2 separate regions of the Canis lupus genome follow, and region 2 is linked to region 1. The links are chromatin contacts, called in public Hi-C maps. All regions are on one chromosome and are shown on one strand. The core of a region is the stretch at or near the end of the contact, and the rest is flanking DNA. Distances in the headings are between cores, read along the strand shown.

What was found. A called contact is a pair of places that touch in the nucleus more often than the background predicts.
Region 2: a contact with region 1 is called in a Hi-C map of blood, with 2.3 times the contacts expected there. The contact joins the promoter of WDFY2 here to the enhancer-like site in region 1. A contact is called at or near these places in 3 of 9 Hi-C or Micro-C datasets (amygdala, blood and liver).

What each region holds. Positions count from the first base shown.
Region 1 is chr22:398,317-401,016 of UU_Cfam_GSD_1.0, reverse strand. All of the region lies in intron 1 of WDFY2 (WD repeat and FYVE domain-containing protein 2), which reads left to right. Among named protein-coding and RNA genes, the nearest start is that of WDFY2, 38 kb to the left of the region's middle. Within about 2 kb of position 1,391, at least 6 of the 20 cell types and tissues checked have an H3K27ac peak or open chromatin away from gene starts, as enhancers often do. A contact at or near this core is called in blood and liver, where this site is marked.
Region 2 is chr22:436,493-439,192 of UU_Cfam_GSD_1.0, reverse strand. WDFY2 (WD repeat and FYVE domain-containing protein 2) reads left to right here and starts at 1,286. Exons shown (of 12, transcript XM_038569406.1): 1 at 1,286-1,462. The coding sequence starts at 1,326. LOC119865164 (a long non-coding RNA gene) reads right to left here and starts at 2,085. Exons shown (of 3, transcript XR_005376111.1): 1 at 1,830-2,085.

The DNA of each region.
Region 1 (2,700 bases), core at 142-2,641:
GCTGCTGTGGCTGGGAGGAGAGTGCTGGGGCTTGAGGTGGAGGATCGTGTGGAACGAAGCATTGGAGACCTTGGAGACGTTGTGCAGATGGGGCTTGCCCAGGGGCAGGGTGGGCGGGAGGGGGGCACAGGGGAGGAGGACTGGCTGGGAGGCCGGCCCAGGGCAGGGTGGAGGTGAGCGGGGCGCAGGGGGAGGAGGACTGGCTGGGAGGCTGGCCCAGGGCAGGGTGGAGGTGAGCCGGGCGCAGGAGGAGGAGGACCAGCTGGGAGGCCAGCCCAGGGCAGCGGCTTGGCCAGGACGCAGTAGCAGAGGCAGGGAGCGGTGCCGGGTTCTTCACCTACGTGCTCGGGTCATGCAAACTCTGCTGGCGGTCTCTGGCCCGGCGTGTCCTGGGCCCACGCTCCCGCCAGACATTCCCAGTGTCGGCACGGTGGTGTTCTCCTCCTCTGTTAAGGGCACGTGTGTCTAGCACTTGTTTGTGCAACTGTTCCAGGTGCAGAATTCAGGTTTCTTGAGTTTGATCCTGTGTCTGAGCTGGATGGACGGCCCTGTTTTTAAGCCTCGGTTATGTAATAAACAGGAAAAAGATGTATCTGTTTACCTTAAAAGTGATCATTTTTCTTAAAAAACAGATATTTTAATACACAAACTCTTTAATATTTGTTCCACCCGAGCCACCTGCAACCAAGCCACCACAACACTTGGTCCCTGCCCTTCCTAAGAGTCCATTAAAATCTTGCCCCGTCTGGAGGGCCCCGGAGTCCACGGAGTGGAAACCACATGGAGGAAGGGCCTGGGACCTGAGCGCCAAGCAGAGAGAGGACTGAGGCTCTGCGTCCGTGGCGCTCGGCCCACCCTGGGTGCTAGGCGGAAGCTGCCCCCCCGCGGAGGGGCTTCCCCCCCATGGAGCCTTCCGTCCCCCACACCCCTGCCAGCGGCTTCCGTGGGGTTGTTGTAACGTTGTCGTACGTCGTTCATCTAGTTATGAAGAAGTCCAGTGAAGAAGTTCTGGAGAAATAGAAGAGAGACTGTAGTTGGGGCCCTGGAGCAGCCCCTTCCCCCGGCCGCCACCAGGCCCCTGACACCCCAGTGACCTTGCGGTGATCTGCGCAGGGCGACGTGCTGGAGGGGAACTCGTATTTTAGAATTTCACTGGGAATCTCCAACACTTAAATGGGTGATGGTGTGAGGCCCAAGTTTGTCTTTATTTTTTATTTTTTTTTAAGATTTTATTTGTTCAGGAGACAGGCAGAGACGCAGGCCGAAGGCAGACGCTCAAGCCCTGCACCCCCTGGGCTGGCAGCGTTGGTGCAGCACAGGGAAGCTGTTTGGTTCACATTTCCGCTTCCCATCCCGTCATGTGTGACGCCCGAGTCCGTTGACCTCTACATGCCTCCGCTCACCCCTTTCCGGCGGTTCCTCGGGTCTGTCACTGGAGGTGTTGGAAGGCCGTCCCCACGCACGTCGGCTTCCCGGCGAGGCTCGCGAAGTGGCTCCTTCCTCTTTCCCCACTGGTGGCTCAAACGATTAATTTTGATTGATGATTAACAGCGTAAACGTTCGTAGTTTATTTCATTTTGTATAATGAAGTGTGTATTTCATAATTCATGTGATTGACGGGCAGGGCTTCAAGCAAAATGAAACAAGCCTAACGGAAGTTTTCATTTCCGTGAATTTTTTGTTGGCGAATTTTGTGAATCTGATGTTTACAAATTCTTTGGTGCCTCTCGTCACGTTAGTAAAGACAACAGCAATAAAGGCAGGGGCACCGGGGAGGCTCCGCGGTGGAGCGTCTACCTTGGGCCTAGGGTGTGACCCCGGATCCTGGGATCGAGTCCCGCGTCGGGGTCCCCGCAGGGAGCCTGCTTCTCCCTCTGCCTGGGTCTCTGCCTCTCTCTGTGTCTCTCATGAATAAGTAAAATCTTTAAGAAACAAACATAAAGGCAGAGCTTCACTTCCGCCCTTTGTGGACGGATGAGAGGAGGGAGGAGGACTCCTAGGGCACGCGACGCCCCACGGCCGCCACTGCCGTCCCCGCAGCATGGTGGGCTCCGCGGAGTCCTCCTACTGGACGATTTGTAATGTCTGCGAAGGGCCTTGGGAACTGACGGCCAGCAGGTAACGGGGAGGACCCAGCAGCAGGTTGAGCAGCAGGATGGGTCTTGCGGCTTTAGGCGTCCTCTGGGAGATGACCGTGTGCTCGCTAGAACATTCCCACTTACACCTGGGGTCCATCTAGATGGTTTTAAACGGTGCACTTGCAGGTTCCTTGGGCCTGAAGTGGGGGAGGAGCTTGCCCGCAGTATCTCTCAGGTGTCCTTCAGTTTTGAGGATTCTCAAAGCTGTGAGATTCAAATTCCGGTGTTAAGCTGAGGAGGCGCGGCCTCGAAGGAGGCCTGTGAGATTCCGGGATTAGATTCCGCACGTGGGAAGCCCCTCACGCTGTCCCGTCCTCCTCGTGACGTGGGGAAGGTTAACAGGAGGAAGCCGCTGCGGCTCGCCCGTGGCTCGTGGAGGTTTCTCCTGGTCTGCCTTGGTCTCTAAACATTCATTTTGTCTACAGTAGATCCAGGGCGCAGACGGTTACGGCTGTTAATTAAATACCTAAAAGAATTTGAGTCCCTTGGAAACTGATGCATTATAACCAGGAATTTGTCTTCGTATTATCTGTATGGAACATGACACATGAAAAGAGAAGTT
Region 2 (2,700 bases), core at 37-2,536, 38 kb before region 1:
AGGTCCCCAAACTGGGAAACACCGGTCTCCCTTTCAAGCGCCTCGCAGAACTTCCGCAGAGATGGGCCGCGGTAGCGAGACAGGTGCTTTGCAGCATGCTGCCTCTGGACACGCGCTTCCAGGAGGCCCGGCCCTGGCGGGGCTGTTGGGACCCCCCGAGCCTGGTCCCACAGGTCGGGGAGGGTCATCGTGCAAGGAGCCCTGGCGCCAGGCACCCAGCACTCCGCAGTGACCTCGGTAACGCTCCCCCTTGTCCCTGCAGCAAGCTGCAAAGGCTGGACCCGGGATGGGAGCCGCGGCAGGTCGGGGGCGCGGGCCCCGGGGAGCCACAGTGACCCCGCACCGCTAAGGTCATTGAAGGAAACCGCACGGATCACAGCGCAGACGGCGTCTCAACGCCCTCGAAGACGCCTGCGCGAGGGATTCTCTCCGGTCTCCATCTCCGGGCTGCACAGTCGCAGGCAGCGGCCTGAGCCCAGCGGGTAGGGACCGCCTGCCGGCTCGGCCCGGCTGCCAGGTGGGCGATAGGTCGTTCCAGGCGAAGGGCGAGGAGGCCCCGGAGAACTACAACTCCCAGGAGCCCTCGGGCTGGCCCCGGTGCACGCTGGGAGCAGCCCGTGCCCGCAGCCGCGGCCCGCTGCTCTTAGAGGCCGCTCGCGACAGCTAAGCAGCGCGCATGCCCGGTCACGTCCCACCGCGTTCCGCCTTCCTGCCTGCGGGCGGCTGCTTTCCGGCCTCGCCCTGGCGCGCTCTCCCCGCCCCGCGTCCGCCCCCTTGGCGGGGACTCCGGAGGGGGCGGGGCACGTGGCAAGCGCGTTCCCGGGGGTGTTTGCCGCGCGCTCCCGGGACAGCAAAAGGGCGGGGACTGAGCCCCTGACGTGGAAGGTGACGAGTCGCGGAGCCCGCAGGTAACGGACAGCGCATGCGTCCCGGGGGCGGGCCTGACGGCGACGGGGCCGCGGGGGGCGGGGCTAGCGGGCCGGCGCACGCGCGTGGGGCCCCCCCGCCCCGCCCCGCCTCCTGCCCGGGGTTTCCGCTCCTCCCCCACCGCTCTTCCGGAAGAGCAGCCGCCCTCGCGCCCACCGGCGGCCGCCCCCGCGGCAGGCCCCGCCCTCCCGGCCCCGCCCCTCCCGCAGGCCCCGCCCCCGGCCCCGCCCCCCGCCGGCGGTGGCGCCGGCTCGCAGCCGGGTCGCGGCGGTCTCGGTGCCCCGAGCCGGGGGCGCGGAGTCGGTCCCGGGGCGCGGCCCCCGTCAGCCCGAGTCGCCGTCTCCGCCCGTGCCCGCCCCGTCGCCCCGGCCCGGCCCCGCGGCGCGCCGCGTCCCCCGATGGCGGCGGAGGTGCAGCCGCAGCCGCTGACCCGCAAGCCCATCCTGCTGCAGCGGGTCGAGGGGTCCCAGGAGGTGGTGAACATGGCGGTGCTCGTGCCCAAGGAGGAGGGCGTCATCAGCGTGTCGGAGGACAGGTGCGCCGCCGCCCTGCACGCGGGGAGGCTCGACGGCCCGGCGGCCCCGGGGTCTGCGTGCGGGCCGGGCCTGCGGCGGGGCGGGGCGGGGCGGCGCGGGGCGGGGGAGCGGGGCCCGGAGCCCGGAGCGCGGAGCCCGGAGCGCGGAGCCCGGAGCGCGGAGCCCGGAGCGGGTGGCCGGGCGCGGGGCCCTGGACCCGGGGCGGCCCTGCGGGGGGCGGGGGGCGGGGGGCCCCTGCAGGTGCGCGCCGGAGGCTGCTCGCGCCCGGAGCGCCGCGGTGCCCCGGTTGCCGCCCGCGCAGGCCCGCGCCGCCCCCCGCGCGGACCCCACCGCCCCCCGCCCCCCGCCCCCCGCTCCCCTGCGCACCTCACAGCGAATTCGGCGAATACTGCAAGCTGTGCGGAGTCTGACTCCCGGAAGGAGAGGCGCCTTGTCTTCTTTGCTCTCCTCCTCCGGTGTCTTGGAGGGGAAGCACCAGAACTTGCGAGGGACCACTGCTGCAGACAGCTCGGAGTTCCTTCCCTTTGCTCGCTTCCTTTCTTTTTTTTTTTTTGCTTAATTTTACTTAATTTGCAGAAGTGAAGCGGGTTGTTCTGCCTTTCCTACGTTCCCTTTGTTTTTCAGCCAGTAGTAGCATTTGCGCTTTAACGGAATTCATTTAATATGCAGAAATTAAGCTGATGACAGCAGATTTCCATGGGACTGATGCTTGAATATAGTGCTCACGGCGTTTATCTGGAACTGTTGTTTCAGTGGTACCCACTAACGTTCTGAAAAATGCAGCAGCGTCGAGGTATAGGACTTGGGGCTTTTACTTAAAACAGGAGGTAGGTTTTCTTAATGTCAGTTTTTTTTTTTTTTAAAGACTTTTTTTTTATTTATGATAGTCACAGAGAGAGAGAGGCAGAGACACAGGCAGAGGGAGAAGCAGGCTCCATGCACCGGGAGCCTGATGTAGGATTCGATCCCGGGTCTCCAGGATCGCGCCCTGGGCCAAAGGCAGGCGCCAAACCGCTGCGCCACCCAGGGATCCCTTAATGTCAGTTCTTTATGCTGAGCTAGAGAGATTTTTTCTCTGTGACTGGTACACTTGCAGGCAGGGGGAAAGCAGTAACGTGTTCGTTTCTGTCCTTATAGTCATTTCCCCAGTGTATGCACTTTGCATACATACCTACATCGAAAAAATTTGCCTGCTAGGTGTATTCATATGATAGGTTCTTCAGTGCCACTGGGATGA